3 separate regions of the Mus musculus genome follow, and all the other regions are linked to region 3. A link is a contact called in public HiChIP or PLAC-seq data. All regions are on one chromosome and are shown on one strand. Each heading gives the region's core, a stretch centred on a gene start, on an enhancer-like site or on the middle of the called end of the contact. The rest is flanking DNA. Distances are from core to core; before and after follow the strand shown.

What was found. HiChIP or PLAC-seq counts read pairs in DNA pulled down with a chosen protein or histone mark.
Region 1: a contact with region 3 is called in an H3K4me3 HiChIP or PLAC-seq map of bone marrow-derived macrophages, with 5 times the contacts expected there. The contact joins the enhancer-like site here to the promoter of Nans in region 3. A contact is called at or near these places in 1 of 39 promoter capture datasets (pre-B cells) and 1 of 115 datasets of contacts at active chromatin or transcription factors (bone marrow-derived macrophages).
Region 2: an HNF4G HiChIP or PLAC-seq map of pancreatic cancer cells shows a contact between it and region 3. The contact joins the enhancer-like site here to the promoter of Nans in region 3. A contact is called at or near these places in 4 of 39 promoter capture datasets (the 3T3-L1 cell line, liver and pre-B cells), 1 of 484 Hi-C or Micro-C datasets (B cells) and 3 of 115 datasets of contacts at active chromatin or transcription factors (bone marrow-derived macrophages, large pre-B cells and pancreatic cancer cells).

What each region holds. Positions count from the first base shown.
Region 1 is chr4:47,078,957-47,082,217 of GRCm38.p6, reverse strand. No RefSeq gene overlaps it. Among named protein-coding and RNA genes, the nearest start is that of Galnt12, 11 kb to the left of the region's middle. Within about 2 kb of position 1,382, at least 39 of the 459 cell types and tissues checked have an H3K27ac peak or open chromatin away from gene starts, as enhancers often do. A contact at or near this core is called in bone marrow-derived macrophages, where this site is marked.
Region 2 is chr4:47,013,526-47,016,855 of GRCm38.p6, reverse strand. Anks6 (ankyrin repeat and sterile alpha motif domain containing 6) reads left to right here. Exons shown (of 16, transcript NM_001356426.1): 16 at 40-1,187. The coding sequence ends at 89. Among named protein-coding and RNA genes, the nearest start is that of Gabbr2, 23 kb to the right of the region's middle. Within about 2 kb of position 1,510, at least 25 of the 459 cell types and tissues checked have an H3K27ac peak or open chromatin away from gene starts, as enhancers often do. A contact at or near this core is called in B cells, bone marrow-derived macrophages and pancreatic cancer cells, where this site is marked.
Region 3 is chr4:46,487,664-46,491,052 of GRCm38.p6, reverse strand. Nans (N-acetylneuraminic acid synthase (sialic acid synthase)) reads right to left here and starts at 1,724. Exons shown (of 6, transcript NM_053179.3): 1 at 1,563-1,724. The coding sequence starts at 1,694.

The DNA.
Region 1 (3,261 bases), core at 133-2,632, 590 kb before region 3:
GCTAACATCACATTTGCCTGCAATCTTATAGACACTAGCAGGCTGCCAGTGGAGGAAGTCTGTGACAGGCTCCCAGCCACCACACCACTTATGGAAAAAATGCTAAAATACAGAGGTGAAGCATCTGTCAGGCAGTCCACACAGTTCCCTCTGGGCTCCCTGATGCTGCATGGAAAAGGAGACAGCCTGTCTGAATGTGTAGGGCAAACTCCCAACAAGGTACCAGGACTGGAGGAGAAGGCAGGCACATTTAGGAATCATAAACATCACATGTCAAAGGGCAGAGACACATCTCACCCACCAGTTTCACCCACCCCATGAAGGCACCTAGAATGTCATTCTTCCACTTCTCCCTCACTTTCTCTAGACTCCTTCCTCTCTTCCCCACTCCCCAACCCTCTCCTAACCTCTAAAAGTATGTTTTCCAATCAGAAAGTTCCCTCTCTGTTCATACCCTGTCATGTTCTGTTACTAAAACTAACCTGGAGGAGGGGTGGGGAGGAGCCAACCTTGTCTGTGTCCTCCAACAGATTTTGATTCTGCTCAAGTGACTCTGGAGCCATCCTCTTGTCTCACCAATAGAAAAAAGAAGGAGAGTGGGGGAGGCACATCAAAATGGCATGTATGGCTAATGCTAAGACATTTAATTGTGCCTCTCCTTTGGTCAGCCCACACCCACTATTGAAAATACGTCTGATTCTTACCCTGGAAGCTATCTTGCTCATAAGTCTCCTGCTTCAGATATGTACCAAAAATACCCTTTGATAAATTATAAACCCATACTCGTGCTGCCAAGAATACTTTTACTTCTTTGAATGTCTTTCTTTCCATTTTCAATAAAATCCTAGCTTTGGCCTGCATAGTGGGACATGCCTTCAGTTCCCAGAATTTGGGAGACAGAGGCAGGTGGATTTCTGTGAGTTTCAGGACAGCCTGGTCTACACAGCAGATTCCAGGCTAGCTAAGGCTACATAGTGAGACCCTGTCTCAATAAAAGAAAATGAAAAACTCTGCTTCGTTTGGATTTATCATCCTGAAACGTTTCCAGCATTGAAGACAGGATTTGGGTTTGACACAAACCCAGGTCCCTAAGAGATTAAGGGACCTTCCGGCTGCTGAGGGTGACAAGCGTGTTTCTGTCTTCTCATCTCTCACAATCCTACCTACAGTTCTTGTGACCTGTGACCCCTGTACAGGGCACCTATCGTCTTTAACAAATGGGAAGCCAGGCAACCCATACCATCCTGACTAATATATTTATATAGCATATGATTACAAATAATGAAATAAATATCATTGTTTACAGGCAAGGTTTAGTCAGTGCTGATTCTATATTAAGTGTCAAACACAACCCCACACACTTTGAGGAACTTCTTGGTGAGACAGGCAAGTCATACTTACACTTCCCCAAGACTGTTAATAGAGATAGCCCGCAAAGTTCTTAAAGAAAGCCTTCGGCTTCTTTCTTCCTGCTGGAAAAGGCTGAAGAACTGGAGCTCAAGCAACTGCAGTGGATCATGGGTAAGCCATCCATGAGAACGGTGAACCCGTTCCCACTGCCTGCTCCAGGCCTCCGGTAAGTGGTGGAGAAGTGAGCACCCAGTTCCTTTGGGTCTCTGTGAATCTCTGTTGTCTGCCCGTGCACATACATCAGGTTGTTGCTGAAACAGCTGTAACGGAGCCCTCACTCTTCCCCCAAATCTGGCTCTGACAGTGCGGTGGCTTAGAAAGCAAGCTTCGGATTCTTGACCACTTCCTCCTTTGAGCCAGCAGGCTCCTCACTGCTCCAGTCAATAGAACCGGGTGGACGCTACGCTCTGCGTGTTCCAAATCTGATCATAAAAGGAAAGGACACCAGGCAAGCCATCCAACTGCACAGCTACTGCCACGCTGGGGAGGCTGAGCCAGGCCTCCGTGCCCCCGAAGGAGACCCCAGGCATTCAGACACCAGGCAAGTGTGTGAAGCAGCTGTGGTAGACATGGTTCCTCCCATCTCTTAGCTCAGAAGTCGCTTCAGCTCCCAAGTCGTCTCAGCGCCAGCTAAGTCATCTTAGCCAGGAGTCACCAGAGTCCTGGGCCAGAGGTCCATCTCAAGGAGTCCCAACCAACCAGGTCCTGACTCGCAGGTCCCACGTAAGGGAGGAGTGGCAGAGAAACAAGAAAGGAACCAATTTCAGTGAAGCCAATGCCAAAGTGCTCTCTCTCTCTCTCTCTCTCTCTCTCTCTCTCTCTCTCTCTCTCTCTCTGTGTGTGTGTGTGTGTGTGTGTGTAAAACATTGTTTTTCATTCTCAGTTGCTCTCCACCTTAGTTTTTGAGACAGGATCTCTCAGTGAATCTGAAGATTACCAATTAGCTAGGTTGATTGATTATGTAGGCCCATAAGCCCCACAACCCCAGGGCTGGGGTTATAGACTTGCTCTACTATTTTTAAATTACTTTTGTTATAGAGACCCCACCAGGGATAGCCACCCAGACATATTCCCCACTGGTTTATGGGCATGAATCAAAACATTGGCTCGTCCTATTCTCGTGCATAACTGGTCCTAAGGACAAGTTCTTTAGTTGGCTATGTAGTTGAGGATACAGATTCTCACTGTGAGCCAATCAGATTAAGAACCACTGGTGATCAGCCATGGAGACCAGGTAAACTGAGACTGATACAGAGATTGATACCAGTCACCTGAGCAGTCTCCTTTCTTCCCTTTCTTTTAGTTTTTCTATGACCATGGCAATGTTTTCCCTAATTAGCACTGATTGGTTGGCATAGAAACAGCAAGTTTCCCTGAAGGCCACGCAAAGTTTCTCAAAGAGGGGGTCCAGCGTCCTTCAGTTCTGTAGGACTACCTCTGCAAGGGAGTCAACTTGGATCTCTAGCCTGGAAATGGAATTTTCCATATGGCCTAGGCCTATGTCTATCTGAGAGCTGAGTTCTTCAAAGTTTCGGTTCCCAGTGATCAAGGCTGAGGTGCAATGACAGTTGTACCAGCTACTAGGATTGGGACCAGAATAGGGCCCTGTTTGACCTTCACTGAGTCAAGGTCAACTCTCTTCTCCATTATAGGCATATACCTGGGAGATAATATATATCAGTACACATAGAGTGGGGGTATGAGCTTCCAGTGAGTTGGAGGGTACATATTAATTCAAGCAAGCAAGTAATTTGAAGATACGAGGACAGGATAACCCACCACTGGCAGGGAGTGCATAAAATTGTGATCCCTATAGGCCTTTTTCCAGCCAGTCTTCTCCACAACCCGATT
Region 2 (3,330 bases), core at 261-2,760, 530 kb before region 3:
CTCCCTTTCTCTTGCTTCTGTCCATCAACAACGACACAGCCATGGCCGGATGGACAAGGCCGGAAGAAACCGTGTCTAGCAGGAGGTAGCCACAGCTTTGGTGGTTCCGCTGGCCTCGGAGCCCTGAGGCATTGAGGGTTGAGCAGTGCTTCCCTGCCCTTCCATCATTTCTGCTCCTGGGTTGTTTCTTCCCTGGGACTCACAGCAGGTGGACAGAAAGGAGGCCGGGCGACGCATCATCAGAGCTGATGCAGTGGGCAGGGCCTGGGAAGTTCTCCTCTCTGTCTCTGCCTTGCGGAGGCCTGAGAACATGCAAGGCATGCTGGAGGCCGCATGGCTGCAGATGTAAACCCTAACCAGTTTGTGCAAGTACGTGCTGCCCTCGAGGCGTGAGACTCTTCCAGAGAAGATGCTACACAGAGATGAACCCCTGCAGAAGGTGTGGTGAAGCACCCCACTGTGGCTGCCGTGGTTCATTTTAAGCAATCACCAATAGACCCTGTTCAACAAGTGAGGAAGCTCGATGTTCTCCCTAATGAAGTTGGTGCCCGGTTCTGCAGACTGCCGAGGAGAGGGTGCCGAGACCCTCGGGAGTTTCCCGCTCACTCACATGTGGCCTCCAGAGAAACAGCCAGGCTCCCCACTGCTCCTGGGGTGCTACAGACCTGGACACAGCCATGCTTGTAGTCTAGCTGCACATAACCGACAGTGACATGAGGGTGCAGGAGGGAGGTCTGAGGAAGAGCCACACGGGAAGAGAGCTCCAAGCCCACCCGCTTCCCTCGTCTTCAGCTCTTCCAGGCCCATAGGCTTCCTTCTTAAGGCCAAAACCATACTAGCTGCTGGCCAGAGCCCTGCCGCTGAGTAGAGCCGACTCACCTCAGGGCAGGGTCCTGTTTCCTGTGTGAACCTTCCCTCTAAGTCCGGCAGACACGGCCCCAGTCATGTCCATCAGGATACCCAGTGGCAGGACTAGAATGTGACCTTGTCCCAGCTCACACTGGGGTGGCTCCCCCCATGGTCAGAGACCACGGCGCCATCTTGCTTCAGCCCTGCAGTTGGTTTTCATTTTTCTCACATCAGTCGCAGCGTTATTTCTACACGAGGGCGTGATTCTTGGAAAGATTTTTCCTTGCCAGACTATATCTATTAAAAATGGGGACTGTGTCCCCTGAGTTTGTGCTCTTTAGGGCATAGCATGTGGCCCAGGGTTCCTCTTGTATAGCTGACATGCTGCGGGGTGCTTCTGTGTACCCCCTCATCCATCTACACAGTAAGCCTTTGAGGCAGCTGGAACCTTTGATTCCAGTCAGTTTGGTGACTGTGACACAGGCTAGTAACCAGCTTCATGAAGGTCAGACCCAGCTAAGGAGGGACACTGGTTTGAATGCAGGTCTCACCTCAAAGTCGTCTTCCTGATGTCTGGCTGCCTGTCAGCAATGAGTAACCCAGCCAGTAACCGAACACAAACAAGTGACACTTTGTCATTTCCTCTTTGGAGTTTGTTTATAGTGGGGAGGGGCTGCAGAGTGCTATAAATAGCTTGGAGGTTCTTGTCTCTGCAGAGAATGCTACCTCAGCCCTGGTCCTGGTGCCTCAGCCACCTGGAGCTCAAGCAAGCAGAAGTCATGGTGTCTAGGTGTGGGGGCGGGAAACTGGGAGCCTGTGGACAGAATGACTGCCCATAAGGAAGAACACCCGGGGATCAGAGCTGCCAGGCAGGAAGCATCTCCCACATAGACAAGGAGGCCATACAAGTCTGTGTGCGGGGAAGGGGGGGGTGCTGGAGAGGAATCCAGATTAGCAGGGGATGGATTGCCAGGCAATTCCCAGCCTCGGTAGCAAGTAGAGGTGACCCTGGCACAATGTCTACAGTTGACCCATTGGCCTTGACCCGACAAGTCTTTCTGTTTTGGGAAGAGGATGTGGTGATAGCTTCAGTATCTTCTGAAATCCAAGTCTTAAAAAAGAGAGAGAGAGAGAGAAAGAAATCACTGCCCTAGGGCTCCTTCGGGGTCTCATTCGCTCCATAATCATGAAAAAGAAGCAAGCAGAAGAGAGTCTTCGATAAATAAAGCATAGAATGTCCAGCCAGGCTGGTTAGGGTGAAGCTCAACAGTAGGCAGAGCACTTGCCTCCAGGTTTGCAAGGACCTGGTATGGAGCCCAGATCCAGCAGTGTAAACACAATGTATGTCTATCTCAGCAGTTCCATTCCTCAGCGTCCTTCTAAAAGGATTGGAAGCTCTGTTCCACCCAGAACTTGCTGGGAGGTGGAGGTGCCCAGGTGTCGCGGTTTCTTCTGTTGCTGTTAACAAAAGCATATCGAGGAAGAAATGGTTCACTTGGCGCTCAGTTCCACATTACAGTCCATCAGGGCAGCAGAGGCAGGAGCTTGAGGGACTTGGCCACACCCACAGTCAGGTAGAGAGCCGGGGATGTGTGCTCAGATCTCCTTTGCATTGTCTAAACCCTGTGAAATGGTGCCATTCATGCTTAGAGTGGGTCTTACCACAGCAGTTGTCCCGATTAAGAAAATGCCTTGCGAGCATATCCACAGGCCAACCCAACCTGGGCAGCCCTCACTGAGACGGTGCCAGGGCGATTGTAGACTCTCAGAGTTGACAGTGACCATCGCAGGGCTCCATCATGTATGAAAGTGGCCTGTCTATAGAGAGGATGCTACTGGGCTACAGGAAGGAATGAAGCCCTGACCATGATGAGCCTGAGACCCTCACTAAGGGGAAGACCACACTGTGTCCTCACAGTGGCAGGTCCATGGAGGAGAAAGCGTTCTGGTGGTGCTGAGGCTGGAATGGGAGGGGGTGTGATGGCTGCTGGGAAGGGTTTCCCTGGAGGCTGTGACAGTGCCATGCATGATGAGACTCTTTAAACCCCGGTCGATGGTTACAGTGGTAAGTTTTGCTTTAGGGTTCGGTTACCAGATACAGGTGATGGGCCTATGTCATGGCCCAGTGGCCTTCCACCCTTCTCCAGCCAGGCTTGCTGGCCTCCACTCTGTCCTCTGGAAGAGATCTGTACCTGCTCTGGGATGCCTTCTCTCATAGACATGGGCTTAAGTATACTGAAGGTCTCAAGCCAGTGTCCTCAAAGCCCCCCCCCCCAGCAAATGCTCCAGAGTGGGCTAGTGAGCCCCCTCCCTGAAGTGAGAATGTCCCCTGAGGTAGCGTCACTAGAGCAATTGCCTCTGCTCATCAGCAGATGAATGCAGGGCTTAGAACTTGTCGCAGGCATGATCACCCATTCCAAGGTCTGTTCAGCCATGGAGGCCCAGCCCCTCTCATGCCTTTCAGTCCCCTCTGTACCTCTC
Region 3 (3,389 bases), core at 475-2,974:
CCAAGCTGGCCTCGAACTCAGAGAGATCTGACTGCCTCTACTTCCAAGTGCTAGGATCAAAGATATCAATGAAGTTGACAACAAGCATCATAGGAATTAAAAGAGAGAGTACACAAAAGCACTTAGTTCCGCATCTCAAGAGTGACAATCTAAAACTGTGTTAGCAGTTATTACTTTAAAGTCCTTTTGTGCTTCAACAGTACTGTGATCACAAGACCAATTAATTAGTTCTAAGGAAAGGTAAGATAAAACTGAATTTGAGAGAGTCCATGTAGAGAGTGGAGTGCTATCTTGACACTCGATGGGGTTAGAAATAGCTGTGAGCAGCCATGTGGGTGCTGGGAACTGAACTCAGGTCCTTTGGAAAAGAAGCCAATGCTCTTAACCACTGAGCCATCTTTCCAGCCCCAGGAACTGCTGAATGTAATGACCCATGCCTACACTCTCGACACTTGGGAGACTATGACAGGAAAACGGGTCCAAGCTTGAGAGCCTAGCCTAGTCTACAGAGTAAATTCCAAGCCAATCTACATTACAGAGTGAGACTCTTGTCTCCAAAAACAATAATAACAATCAATTAAAAAGATAACAAACCAAAAAAAGAAAAAAGAAAAAAGAAATCACAGGGTAGACTTTATGAAAGCTGAGGGTTAGGGTCACAATGACGAACAGGACGGTTTCTCTTCAAAGATTCATTCAAAACAAAGAAAGGATTAAAAGAAAGTATGACAAGTCCTGAGTGAAGGCTAGCACCTGTAATCCCAGTACTTGGAAGCCTGAAGCAAAATATCTGAGGGATAGCCTGGGATACATGATGACTCCCAGTCTAGCCCAGGTTAGAGTAAGTCCCTGTTTTAAAAGGACTAGAAGCAAAACACCGTGAGACCTAGGGCTGCGGGCTGTAGCTGGAGAAGCCATCCCTGTCGTTCGGACTGAACGTGTGGAAACTTACTAAGAGAAGTGGGTGGGCGTGTAGTCACAAGCATCTCAGCAGCTGTAGTTAGTGGTCACCCAAGGAGCCCTGGACTAATTATTGTGCTTTTCACTCCTTCCCTTCACGGATGCTCATCCCAGCTCCATGAAGCCGGGTTTTCAAATCAGGCAGCTTAGTCCCTAACCCGATCTGCACTTTTTACCGGTTAGTAATCCAAACACTGGGACTGAGAAAAACCACACCAACTTCCAAGGACTGTAGACAAATATCACACGGGAGGATCTCTGGGGTGGCATATGACAAGCAGGAAGGGGCTGGGTCCCTAAGATTCTGGTTAGGTAGGAAGCCACGGAGCAGGCCAGGCAAGGGTAGGAGCTGATCTAAACAGAAAGAAGATCGGTTGGGAGGGCGAGCAAGAGCAGCTGTTAGACGGAGTTGGGGAGCCGAGGCAAGAGAGACGCGGAGCACAGGACCAGAAGGCAATCGCGGCCGCGCTCTCCCAAGCCCCTCCGTGAATTCTCCCGGGCCCCTCCGTTAGCCTGCCCCCCGCCCGGGTTCCCTGCAAACTCCTCCGTCAACCTTCCTGGGCTCCTCCGCTACTTACTCCTCCACGGGCCCCGCCCCTCACCTTGGCAGTGCGGATCATGCGCTTGGCCACATCTATGTCTCCTTGGTGGTTCTGGCCGATCTCCGCGATGATGAAGCACGGGTGCTTTCCACCCACCCAGCGCCCGGGACACAGCTCCAGTTCCAGCGGCATGGTGCATTACCCGCGCCTGCTTGCTGCCCCGGGCGTTTCCGCACCCGCCGCGCAGGCCCGCAGGTCTCAGCCCCGCCACGTCAGCCGGCGGCTGTCGCGCAGCCAATCCGCGGGCCCCGTCTCGCTCGACAGCCAATCGGAGCCTTACCTCTGCAGAGAGCGGGGAGAAAAGCAAGCCCCGCCCCTCCAGCGCTGCCTACGCCTCTAGACACAATTTGGTCTACTTTATGGCTAGATAGAAGAACAAGGAGAGAGTGCAGCCCATGAAGCAGTCAGGAAAGTAGGTGTTCTAGAGTTCGAATCCCATGGTTGCGGATTCTGAGACAGAACAGAAAGACGAGGAAATCTTGCGAGCATAAGACAGAGAGGAGCGCTCACCCAAGAATCTGCGTGATGTCTTTTGTCAACAGACTAACAGGAATTTCCACGCAGCCGCTAACAACTAACTGTAGTCTGCAGTTTTCTAGAAATCTCATGAAAAATCACGTTAGAGGGAAAGGGCAGACACCAAATGCCTCAGGAAACCCTAGTGGCTCCTGGTTTTGCCATATCAGGTTATACCCCATCCAAGGCATCTCTGGAGCCACCTCACTTTCCAAGAGAGTGAAGGAAATGGGTGGTGGTGGGGAATCTTAGTAACCTTGTGAGATGCAACTTGAGAAGCACTAAAATGGTATTTGTGGCTAACATTAAGACAGTTATGACTCTCTGGTCTTCTCAAGCATTGTTTACATTCTTCCCTGAAACAGAAGTATCATATAGAATTGTAAGACAGTATATAGAAATCTTTGAAGCCGGGCATAGTGGCACACGCCTTTAATCCCAGCACTCGAGAGGCAGAGGCAGGCAGATTTCTGAGTTCGAGGCCAGCCTGGTCTACAAAGTGAGTTCCAGGACAGCCAGGGCTATACAGAGAAACCCTGTCTCGAAAAAAACAAAAGCAAAAACAACAAAAAAAGAAATCTTTGATTGCAAAAATTGGTATGGTATTTAATTTGTTTAATTTGTTTTTATGTATATGGTTTGTTTTGTGCACCACATGTGTGCCTGGTACCTGAAGAACTGAGAAGAGGGAATCATAGTCCCTGGAATTGGAGTACAGACGATTGTGAGCCACCAAGTGGATGCTGAGAACTGAGCCCAGGTCCTCTGGAAGAGCAGCCAATGAGCCTTATCGCTGAACCATGCATGCCTCCAGTCCACAGTGCAGTACATTTTAGACAGCCATAGCTGTTTCTACTATATGAGAGGCATTAGCCTCAGGGAGTTTCACTAATTTGGCCAAAGTCATCCTGAACTCTAGAGCGGGGCTCAGACTGCGGCCCTGGAGTGTCTCCCAGCCCGGGTCTCCTACAGCACACTCCTTGGATTTCAGAGTTAGATCGATTTCCTGTTTGACTACACAGAACTGAAGAACGGAAGACAGCCAGGACAGAGGTTGTTTTGTTTTGTTTTGTTTTGTTTTGTTTTGTTTTTGTGTGGTGTTTTCAAGACAGGGTTTCTCTGTGTAGCCCTGGCTGTCCTGGAACTCACTTTGTAGACCAGGCTGGCCTCGAACTCAGAAATCCACCTGCCTCTACCTCCCAAGTGCTGGGATTAAAGGCGGGTGCCACCACCGCCCGGCCAGAATAGAGGGTTTGAACACATTGGAATAAACATGTAGTTCAAAGTACCCACAAGACAGGAAGAAACACA